4 separate regions of the Mus musculus genome follow, and regions 1, 3 and 4 are each linked to region 2. Evidence: chromatin contacts called from public HiChIP or PLAC-seq data. All regions are on one chromosome and are shown on one strand. The core of a region is the stretch at or near the end of the contact, and the rest is flanking DNA. Distances in the headings are between cores, read along the strand shown.

Region 1 (2,700 bases), core at 8-2,507, 470 kb before region 2:
GCCTGCACCAATATTCTGCACCCCTGTTATCCCCTCTGTACCCTTCAGGACTCAGCTGAGCGTTCTCTTCAGGGGACCTGTCCAAGGCATTATGTGACCACAGCCCTTCCCCACACCAGGCCATCACTTGGTCTCGAGCTAGAGCTGTCTCTAGGATTCCCTCCTGAATAAGATCCACGAAGACTGAGTCTGTCTGAGGCTAAGCCCTGGTTGTTGGCTGCTCTGACTGGGAATAGAAGTAACACATGCAGAAACAACCCAGTTAAGGAGTGAACAGACCGATGTGAGCACCCACGCATGAGAAGTCAGTCTCCCCATAGTGAGGGTCAGGTTTGACCTGTGGGCAGTAACGTGGGCCGCACAGATGACATATGGACAGAGGATCAGAGAGGAGGTCTGTTAGCACCCCCAAGAGCCTCTGCAGTGTTCACGAGGTCGCTAAAGCACCCCTGTGAGTCAGGCTCTGTTTCATCAAAGCTTCCTGAGAAAAATGACCCATTCTGACCCACTGTGTGGCTCAACCCTAATACTGGGTTGGGATCAACTATCTCCTGAGACAGAGCTTTAGGGTACAAGGTGAGAGAATCCATTTTCAGCTGCCCCTTGCTCCCTCCACTCTTGTTTCAAGCCCAGAAACCCTTAGGCAAAATCCTCTCGTCTGTAGTGATAGACTGATTTCTGCCAGTCCCGGCTGGGCACGGACATGTTTTTGGTCTCCATTTGCAGGGTTGGTGAAGGGGAGGAGCTGGTGTGGCAGTTCCAGGAGCTCATGGGAGTAGCAATACCACAGTGATGCTCTAAAATGAGACAGCCTTGAGTCCCTTGGTCCTCCATGCTGCCACCCCAGATCCAGCTACCCTGGGCCTCTTCTGCAGTGCCCTGAAGGGAGGAGGACCCTTCTGGGTGCTGCCACCTGTTCTGCCCTGCACTGGTTCCGCTGTCTACACCCGGAAGCTGTGCTACAACAGACACAGAAGGGACTGCCATGGACGAGGCTGTTTCTAAAGCTCTAGATAATTATTCTGTCTCAGGGAAATGAAAGGAGGGTAAACAAACAGCACACATTAATTAGACTGATCTACACTTTCCTCATGAAAGAAGAGCACTGCTGTTAAACACGAGAGGCTGGCAACTTCCCAGGGGTTTCAAGTGTTCAAAGGAGTGGCTGTGGAAGGACGTGGCTGTCCCAGGCTGGCACAGTCCAGGCAGGTGCTCAGCCACACCCTGCTTATCTCCCTTTTTCTGTGTGTACTGTCTAGGTGGGGTCAGGCATGTGTCTGTGACAGGCACAGGTTCTGGCTTTGGACACAGGGCTCCATTGTCCCCATCAGTCCCTCTTCTCTAGTCCATGTCCTTGATCTGGTAGCTCTGTAAGGAAGGCCTGTCATGGACATCCTTGAGGGGGCAGCAGGCTCCTCCAAGGCCATGTATGCTGAGCTTCTGCACCTCAAACTCTTAGATTAGGTGGATCATTCAGGGTTTAGGCTAAGGAGGGAAGTCACCCTTAGGTTGGTTCCCTTTGGAAATCCTAATAGGTTGTTTCCAGGGTTACTAGAAGCCACGTCTCTTTCCCTCCATACCATATAGCTGAGCTGAATACTCTCAGGCTTTCAGCCCTCAGGGCTTCTAGCAGGATCCCCAACCTCTTCATTACGAGCTGTGGGGTTATGACTGGGGTTATGGTGCCCCAAGGCAGCACCCCTGGGAGCCAGCTTCTCTGGCCTAGATGTAGAGACCAGGCTTCCTCCTTTCCCCTGAGTTTCTTAGTCTTGCACACAGCCCAGGAGTCAGGCTAACCTAAGTCACACCATGGCACTGACCATTAAATGAGGTAGCAGTGCCTACCTCTAGGGCTACCATGAGGACTAGAGAGACCTGGCTGATGGCCTGGCAATTCCTGCTTCCTTCCCTCCATTTCCTGAAGCCACCCAGTGTGCCTCACCTCCTCTCCCCAGTTTGTATCTTCTACATTGTTAAGGGGATGACCTGAGCCCACCCACAGGACTTGCAGGGACCCTGACTGAATCAGAGTGCCTTGGGGTCTTCACAGGTGCCACTCCCACTGTCTGGGCCAAAGCCAAAGTCTTCACTAACTTGTCCTCTCTTTGGCAGTGAAGACAGAGGGGGCAGAGAGCTTGTGGGTCACAGACAGATGCAAGAAGAGGAAGAACTTGGTCTAGGAATGGCTGAGAGCCCAGAAAACCCTCAGTCCACATGGGAGAGGGAAGGGAGGGCGGATCCTCTGCAGGATCTGAAGACCGTAGTCCCAAGCATTTCTGGGTAGCCCGGGGCATCGAAGGCAAGTAAGTTCAGCCACTCCTACAGATGAACCTGTCAGCACTGAAGACGCTTAATTCCTAGCTAGCAACCTGTGTGACTAGAGCGTGTTCCCGGAAGGGCACCATGGCTGCTCAGATGCTGGAGTTAAACCAGGGTCTACCCGAAATAGTTCCATGTGGGCCCAGAAGCTGATCTCCCCTCACCAGCGAAGGGAATCCTAAGAAAGAGCCCTGCCCGGGCACACTGTGGGAGGCAGGAATGTTCCCAGTGAGTATCAGATAACCAGGCCACACAACTGCCAACTGTGCAGAGTGGACCTGGTCGGCACGCTGATGCACAGAACACACCTTATACCGGAGCGTCAAGGGGCCCGTGTGGATGCTGACTGTTAATCTGCATTTCTCTTGCAGTGGGAAGGTG
Region 2 (2,700 bases), core at 158-2,657:
TTTTGGAAACAGTGAGCAAAGTGGTTTGCGCCTGAGGCAGACACTCCGTTCTCTGGCTCCCATTCTTCAAAGGGTTGGTGGGAAATCCCTAGCAACCTCCTGGCGGCTCAGATGGCATTGGTTACACAGTTTCACGTTAGCTCAGGATCTGTTGTTGAGCACATGCCGTGCAGTGTGCTTGAGCCCCTTGCCAGTCACTTTTAAGAGTTTTGTTTTGTTTTGAGACAGAATCGCATGTAGCCCAGGCTGGCCTCGGATTCAGTCTGACGTTGTTGATTGATTTTCCTTTCCACCTCCCGAGAGAGAGCTAGGATTACAGGTGTACACCACCATGGCCAGCTTAGCTTATGTGCTTTTTACATAATTAATTTCTAGGTTTTAAGATCTATTTCTATTTTTAAATTATGTGTGTGCGTGTGTCTGTGTGTACATGCGTGTAGGTGCCTGCTGAGACTAAAAGAGGGTGTCAGATCCCCTGAAGCCAGATTTACAAACGACTGTGAGCCTCCTTACATGGGCACTGGGGACCACACACAGGTCCTTTGCCACCCACTGAGCCATCTCTTCAGCTCTAATTTATAGTTTTAAAAATTTATTCAAACATTATTGGTTATTATTTGCCACATGCCAGATATTGAGCTAAAAGATCTGGGAATATAGCAGTGGGCAAGACGGACATGGCTTATATCTCATACTGCAGCCCAGGGAGGGAGGCACACACAGAATGACCATTTAAAAATATGATAGAATTGAGTCAAATCCCTCCAAAGAAGAGGGACGGGAACGGAGGGGACATAACATCTAAGCTAGGCCAAGAGGTCTTCAGTGAGCAGATGGGATTTAACTAGACCTGAAGAGGAGTATGTGTGTGAGTGGGTAGAACTCGCGGAAGGAAGCCTTTCATTAGAGAAGCTCGTGCAAGGTCTCAGAACCAGAGAAAAGCCCCGTTGGTTTTCTTGAGGCACTGATAAGAGGAAGTTGTAAAGCCCCGGCGAGGCACTGCCAAAGGGAAAGGGAGAGGCAGGGCCAGACCGTGCTTGTGAGACCTGCGTGTGAGGGTGACTGGTTAAGGAGAGGCAGGTACAGACCATGCTCGTGAGGGTGACTGGCTAATTGGGTGACACATTAAGCAAGGAGACTGCAAGAAAGTAGGCCAGCGTCAGAGCAGGTATCACAGACTCAAGCTCATCCCGTGAGAAGGGAGCCCGCAGGTTCATTCTGAGTTTGAGCATTCACATCTGGGTGATTCCTGACATTCTAGATTTTGCCTTTCTCTTGACTTATTTTTTTTGGCTCTGTGTTTTTTTTTTTTTTGTGGTCTCTCTCTCTCTCTCTCTCTCTCTCTCTCTCTCTCTCTCTCTCTCTCTCTCTCTCTCTCTCTCTCTCTCAGATCAAACCCAGAGCCTTTCACTTCCCCATGTGTTACATCTCCAGCACTCTTAACAAGCGTGTCCAGCCAGCAGCCCACAGCTGACAGCCTGGGTCCCAGACTACAACATTATATTTTAGTGTCAAAAGGTGGGATACTCCTACCTGGAGAAAAAAAGGAGAAAAAGGATTTTTATCTGGGCTAGTTGTCAATATGAATCCCATTTCTCACTGGATTTACATTCCTAATTTTATATTTTGTATGTCATCTGAAAAAAATAAGCTTTTGGCTAAGGTTCCGGAGTCATATGAAATGTAACAAGGAAGAGTTCACAGATGGAATAGCTTAAGTTGGATTGTTACTGGATTTAATTAGCTTAGTTGAATTTTGTTTTCTGATTGAATATTAATTTGGATAGTCTTTATAGGTTGAAAGCATAGATTGTGTTTAATCTTCTTATTTAGTACTTATTTTAGACAATAGAACAAATGGGAAAGAAATCGCTAAAATCTATTACTGCATTTTTAGAGCCCATTGTTGGAGGCCGTGCCTCACTTGCTATCTCTGCACAGCCCTGGCCCATCCTTGCCCTCCTATGAGCCATCCTGACTCATTGCCACTTCCTGGGCTCCCCTGATTTTGCAGTTTAAGTGAACACACATCACCTTGTTTACTTTTGCCCTAGATTTGCTAATTTATTGTTTCCTGCTTGATTCATTCATTTATAAGAGTTTCCTCTTCCTCCTCCTCCTCTACTTTTTTTTTTTCTTTCTGGTTTTCTCTGTTCTCTGTGTAGTCCTGGCTGTCCTAGAACTTGCACTGTATACCAGGCTGGCCTAGAACTCATAGACCCATCTGCCTCTGCCTCCCAAGTGCTAGGATGGCATGTGCCACCACTGCCTGGCAAAGGTGCCCTTTTTTTAAAATTTTAGATTTAGTTTATTTGTGTGTATGAATGTTTTACCTCCATGTATGTATGTATGTATGCCACCTGTGTGCCTGGGGCCGCAGGAGGTCAGAAGAGGGTCGTAGGATCTCCTGGATCTGGAATTTGGATGGTTCTGAGCCACTATGTTGGATGCTAGGATTTGAATGCAGGTTCTCTGGAAGAGTACCCAGTGCTTTTAACAGCTGCGCCATCTATCTCTCCAGCCCCGTAAGGCTTCTTAGTAATGCTGGGTTTTGTCTTGTATTCACAATAAGGTCACATTTGAAAATCATGGTTGACTACAGTCACTCTTTAGAGCCTACAACATTTTCCCTGTTAGGAGTCATTGTTTTGGCCAATGAAACAGAATCTAACAGCATCGGGCCTTTCTTCATTCCTTTCT
Region 3 (2,700 bases), core at 125-2,624, 270 kb after region 2:
TACTCATATGCATAAAATAAATAAATAAATCTTTTAAAAAATATCATAATTTGGCTTTGAAATGCATTCATCCAAAAACTGTTGAAGGTAATGATCACCTTAGCTTTCTGTTCTATTTGTGGTCCTAGGTTGGTTCATTCAGGTTCTGGATGTCGGTCACCCTCCCTTGGATCTGACCTGACCTTTGCTACCAGGACAGGCTCTCGGCAGGGCATTGAGATGCATCTCTTCAGGGTTGAAACTCATCGGGATTTGTCGACCTGGACCAGAATACTTGTTCAGGGCTGCCATGCTGCTGCTGAGCTGATCAAGGAAGTCTCCCTAGGTAGAGATACTTTTGTTTGGCCTTCCTATCTATCTCTCTCTCTCTTTTTCTTTTTCCCCTCCCTTCTTCCCTCCCTCTCCCTCTCCCTCTCCCTCTCCCTCTCCCTCTCCCTCTCCCTCTCTCTCTCTCTCTCTCTCTCTCTCTCTCTCTCTCTCTCTCTCCCCCTCCCTCCCTCCCTCCTTCCTAACTTCCTTCCTTCCTGCTTGTTTTTGACAGGGTCTCACACAGCCCAGCCTGGCACTCTTGATCCCCTGCCTCACCTCCCCAGTGCTGGGGTCACAGGTGTGCACTCTCATTCCTGGTCCTGGATTCTAACCATAATTATTAGTTTTTTCAAGCCTTATCTTTATCAGTGTGTGCACATTTCCTTGTGTGTACATACATGCCATGAGTGTGCAGGTGCCCCATGAGACCAGAAAAGGGCAGACAGTGAAACAGAATTTGCTTTTGTGGGTGCTGAGAATCAAATTGGAATCCTTTAGAAAACCAAAGGATGAACCTTTAAAAGCTAAACCATCTCTCCTGCCCTCTAATAGTAATTAGGTGAAGTTACTCAGCTGTAAAGTAAAACCATTGTTTTGCATACTGATTGTAAGCTATTAAAACACGGTAGCTGAAGTGGTGGTGGAGGAAAGAAATCTGTTATCTGTCTAAGTACCAGACCTTTCCCATGCCTGCCATGTAGCACTGACCACCATACTACCACGTGGCTTTTTCACTGTGTATCATTGTAATCTACATTTAATAGTGTAAGAACCCAGGCAATAAGAATTAGATGCACTGACTACAGTTAAGAAGATTTGGCACTTAAGGCCATCCATACGCCCTCAAATACAAGTATCTGGCAGTTTGTGGCTGTGGAAAATAACGTGTATGGAGTAGGAGTTTCTCTTCAAAAGCTTGAAAATGTCTGTCCAACATTCAGGAGTTGGTTGCCTCATTTCCACTCTGGGCGCTCCCTCTAGTGGCGAGTCCCTGCTGGTTGCTTTGTTCCACAGTGGATGTGCCCCTGGTGGCAGACATTATGAACTTGGTGTTTCATATACACTCTGTAAACATACAGGTATTCCAGTTTGCCCTTCCGTTTCATGAAACAAGGGTCAGTGTGGCTTATATACAGGCAGTGCCTTAAGCCCCTCCTTCCCTCTCCAGATGACTCATACTCCTGACCGGATTAAATACCTGAAGGACAGACAGTATCAGTCCCCTTCATTCATTAAATCAACAAATATTTGCTGAGCACTATTTAGCAAGAGCTAGGCTTTATAATGATAGAGATAAAGTAAATAAGATCTACTCCCTGTCCCTGACCAGAGAGATGTGAGGAGAGGACAGACGCCATCCTGTTGTTCTCTGTAGTTAGTTTGTGGAGAGACTAATAAGGCGTTTTTTTCTTACACCATTGACCAGGGATGCTACCCCAGCCGTTCATAATTTGTTGTTTTTAAAAGTTTCTACTTACCAGTGAGCATAAATTCCTGGTGTTTTCCTCTAGTAATATAATAGTCACCTTAGTTGTCAATTTCTGGGGCCTACTCCCTTCGAAGTTGTCCTATAATGCTCAAAAAGCCTGAGTCAATCAGAGTGTCTGTCTGTCTGTCTCTCTCTCTCTCTCTCTCTCTCCCTACCCCCACCCCATGTGATGTGTGTGTGTGTGTGTGTATGTGTGTGTGTCTCCCCTCCCTCCTTTCCTCCCCCTCTTGCTTTGATCTGTCTCCTGCTGTGCTATAGGGTCAGGTCAAAGGACTCTCCAGAAACATTGAAACCACTTAAAACTACAAAACTAAACAACTGATCCCAGTAGCAGGATTTGTAGAAAACATTATTAGGAGGTCTCTCAACACCAGTCTTTGATTTTAAGAAATACAGACTGGGAGATGGGAAGCAGAGCTCAGTATCGCCATGGAGAGGCCTGGGATTCGGGCTTCAGCACTACAGAAAGAATAAACAAACAGGCATGGGCTGGGAAGGTGAATGCTTGCCACACAACATGAAGGCCCAAGTTCAGTTACCAGAACCCATGTAGACATCCAGCTGCACTGGCTCGTGTGTGTACGTCCCATGTAGACATCCAGCTGCACTGGCTCGTGTGTGTACGTCCCATGTAGACATCCAGCTGCACTGGCTCGTGTGTGTACTTCCCATGTAGACATCCAGCTGCACTGGCTCGTGTGTGTACTTCCAGGGCTGGGCAGGTCAAGGCAGGGATCCCTAGGACTCACTGGCCAGCCAGTCTAGCCAAATAGGTGAGCCCAGACCAAGGAGAGACCTTGTTTCCAAAACATAAGGTGGATAGCACCTGGGGAGGACCAATTCATAAGGTCTCTACACACAGGTACCTGTGCATGCACACAAAAATACAAGATAGGTAATAT
Region 4 (2,700 bases), core at 107-2,606, 290 kb after region 2:
GATCTTTATTGTAGCTATGAGGGAGGGAACAGTCAGAGGCATCCGGAAGAGCCCAGAGCTGAGAAAGAACAGAGTGGACTGAATAGGGTCAGCTGACTGGACCTGACTGTGAGGGGAGCAGGAGCTGTGCAGAGAGGGAGAGACAAGACAAGACCAAGAGGGCACAGAGCTGAAATCGCAGGGTTATGAGGAGAAATGAGTAGCTGGGGAAGGGAAGCCCATGAGTGACGTTTAGGGGAGGGAGCAAAGCGCACATTAGCCCACAGACCTGGAGGCTAGTGTGCGCTTCCCTATGCTGACAGGCACCTCAGACAGCCATGTTCCTTCTGCCAGTGGTAAGGGAAATGACGTGGCTCCTTTGATAAAGGGGAAGCAGCTCCAGAATCTCAGGAAATGCAGTTTCCTTTGCACCTGACACAGAGAGAGAGACCCTGCCTGAAAAAAAGAAGTATCTGGGCATGGCAACCCAAAACTTTAATCCCAGCAAAGGCAGGCAGATCTCTGAGAGTTTGGGTGGGCAGGAGTGTGGCAATCAGAGGACAACTATAAGAAGTCTGCTCTCTTCTTCCACCCAGCAGGAACTGGGGATATTAGCTCATTTGTCTTGTGCACAAGTGCTTTTACCTGCTGAGCCATCTCGCTGGCCCAGAAAAGTTAACAGTTAAAAACTAGCACAAACTTGGTGGTGGTACAAGCCTTTAATCTCAGAACTCAGACGGCAGAGGCAGGTGGATCTCTGTTCGAGGTTACGCCTGGTCGACAGCCTGAGTTCCAAGACAGCCAAGGCAACACAGTGAAACCCTGTCTTGAAAAAAAAATAAAAATAAAAACCATCACAAAACAGGCTTTAGAATCATTCTCTCATAACAGTTACCTGGGATTGAACCCACAGTGTGACATTCACTATGTATACATTAGTTCATTCATTGTCCCCTAAGACAGGCAAGGTAAATACTAATTAACATAACCTATTAAATAGCGGGAAAACACAGCTCCAGGGAGTTTACTTTTTATGGTTAGGTTTACTCAAGTGGGGTACAGATTCTACTTGTTCCCTCCGCCCCGCCCCTCACTCTCTCACAAGGCACGCCCTTGGTCGGCCCCGCCCACCTGGGCTCCCAACTCCGCCCAGAACTCCCCATCTTTGTCCACGTCCAGCCCCGCTCCTCTCCCGGATCTACCAGGCCCCGCCCCCGTCGGCCCCACCCCTCACTCGGCGGCTCCGCCCCTCACTCCGGTTTTACCGGCCTTCGGGCTGGCCCTTTACCGGTATCCCACCAGACCCCGCCCCCGGCAGGCCCCGCCCCTCTTAGAGGAGCGGTGTCTGCAGTTGCAGGCCATGGCCACAGGGCGGCAGCCGCGTGACTCGGGCTGGGCCGCTCTGGGCCGCGCTCCTCGTTCACCCTCGGACTCGGCTCCCACTGCTAGTGGCAGCTCTGCCCGCGCCGAGAGCCGACCTGCCGGGCTCCTAAGCGGCGGACCCACCACCTCGGCTCCTCCGAGCCGGACCGAGGCCGCAAGCAGCACCGCGGGGTGTGGGGCGGACCCAGGATATGAAATGACAACGTCAACCCTCCAGGTACTTGGGTGCGGCGCGCCCGCGGAGGCCCAAGGCGGCAGGGCCTGCGGGCCGCGGAGCGGACGGGCGGTGGCCTCCTCGGAGCCCGGCCTGGCGGTCCCTGTCAGGCTGCCTCGTCCCACCCGCGCTGCAGCCTCTCCCGCGCTCGGAGCCCGAAGGACGTCTCCACTGAGCCCCGGCCCAAGCCGAACCGGCGGGCCGGAGCCCAGGACGCGCAGCCGGGGCTGAACTGCCGCCTTGCAGCGGCGCCGCCTCCCCCTGAGCGCGCCCGGGTCCCGCAGGTCGCTCCGGGAGCGGCGTTCACCCGCTCCTGCCAGGCGCCCTGGCAGCCCCCTGAGCTGCTTCCAACGAGCCCCGGGTTTCTCGGCCAGCCACCCTTCATTCATTCCCTACGTCCTGCAGGGTGATGCTGGGGTGGCGCCGCCCGGATGAAGGAAGGGCTCGTTCTAGAGCTGTCAGAAAGCATAAACACTGTCAGGCCTCAGGCTTGTGTTTAAATCCCAGCCCTGCCACTCACCAGTGTGTCTAGGTTTTGGATGTTGGAATGTTGGATTTCCTCATCACTAAAATAGGCAGTGCCCTTGTAGGGTGGTTGTCAGACGACTTGAGACAATAATTCAGGGAAAGCAATTATAACATAGGTTCAGCATATCATGTACTCGGTAAGCCTTTGCTAATAAAGTAAGCGTTTGGGTGGAACCAAGTAAGACTTTATGAAGGAAGGGACTTTAGCCAGAGCATCAAAGAGTGAGTGATATTTGCATATCTGGTGGTGGTGGTGGCTGCTCCAAGTAGAAATACAGGAGTAAATTTCTGTTCTAGGCTTGAAATTAGATGGAATTCAGAACTAGAACCCACCATTCACTGCAGAAACTGTTCTGTTTGTTCTTAGGGTTAAACCAACTTCGGCCTGATCCCACCTGCCTGGCCAGAGTTAGCACTACATGTGAACCAAGAATATTATCCAACTTTTAGGAAACAGTTTTATGAAGAGCTAGCACTCATGCTATAACGGTCACATATTTAAACTGTACCATCCAGGGCTTTTAGAGGTTTGAATCATCACCAAAGAAACTCTACGCCTTTAACCACTGCTCCTCAGCCCTACTGTCCCATGTAGC

Evidence for each region. HiChIP or PLAC-seq counts read pairs in DNA pulled down with a chosen protein or histone mark.
Region 1: a contact with region 2 is called in a FOXA1 HiChIP or PLAC-seq map of pancreatic cancer cells. The contact joins two enhancer-like sites. A contact is called at or near these places in 1 of 115 datasets of contacts at active chromatin or transcription factors (pancreatic cancer cells) and 1 of 9 other capture datasets (embryonic stem cells).
Region 3: a contact with region 2 is called in a FOXA1 HiChIP or PLAC-seq map of pancreatic cancer cells. The contact joins two enhancer-like sites. A contact is called at or near these places in 7 of 484 Hi-C or Micro-C datasets (the AML12 cell line, the N1E-115 cell line, bone marrow-derived macrophages and 4 more), 5 of 115 datasets of contacts at active chromatin or transcription factors (embryonic basal ganglia, embryonic forebrain, extraembryonic endoderm stem cells and 2 more) and 1 of 9 other capture datasets (embryonic stem cells).
Region 4: a contact with region 2 is called in a FOXA1 HiChIP or PLAC-seq map of pancreatic cancer cells. The contact joins the promoter of Vps4a here to the enhancer-like site in region 2. A contact is called at or near these places in 1 of 39 promoter capture datasets (the 3T3-L1 cell line), 1 of 484 Hi-C or Micro-C datasets (bone marrow-derived macrophages), 6 of 115 datasets of contacts at active chromatin or transcription factors (bone marrow-derived macrophages, craniofacial prominence, embryonic basal ganglia and 3 more) and 2 of 9 other capture datasets (adipose tissue and liver).

The regions. Positions count from the first base shown.
Region 1 is chr8:106,267,979-106,270,678 of GRCm38.p6, forward strand. The region is part of intron 2 of Smpd3 (sphingomyelin phosphodiesterase 3, neutral); the gene reads right to left. Among named protein-coding and RNA genes, the nearest start is that of 4930506A18Rik, 13 kb to the right of the region's middle. Within about 2 kb of position 1,258, at least 49 of the 459 cell types and tissues checked have an H3K27ac peak or open chromatin away from gene starts, as enhancers often do. A contact at or near this core is called in pancreatic cancer cells, where this site is marked.
Region 2 is chr8:106,736,059-106,738,758 of GRCm38.p6, forward strand. The region is part of intron 12 of Tango6 (transport and golgi organization 6); the gene reads left to right. Among named protein-coding and RNA genes, the nearest start is that of Tango6, 54 kb to the left of the region's middle. Within about 2 kb of position 1,408, at least 60 of the 459 cell types and tissues checked have an H3K27ac peak or open chromatin away from gene starts, as enhancers often do. A contact at or near this core is called in pancreatic cancer cells, where this site is marked.
Region 3 is chr8:107,001,382-107,004,081 of GRCm38.p6, forward strand. Sntb2 (syntrophin, basic 2) reads left to right here. Exons shown (of 7, transcript NM_009229.5): 5 at 129-325. Among named protein-coding and RNA genes, the nearest start is that of Gm22085, 6.9 kb to the right of the region's middle. Within about 2 kb of position 1,375, at least 41 of the 459 cell types and tissues checked have an H3K27ac peak or open chromatin away from gene starts, as enhancers often do. A contact at or near this core is called in pancreatic cancer cells, where this site is marked.
Region 4 is chr8:107,029,913-107,032,612 of GRCm38.p6, forward strand. Vps4a (vacuolar protein sorting 4A) reads left to right here and starts at 1,357. Exons shown (of 11, transcript NM_126165.2): 1 at 1,357-1,579. The coding sequence starts at 1,559.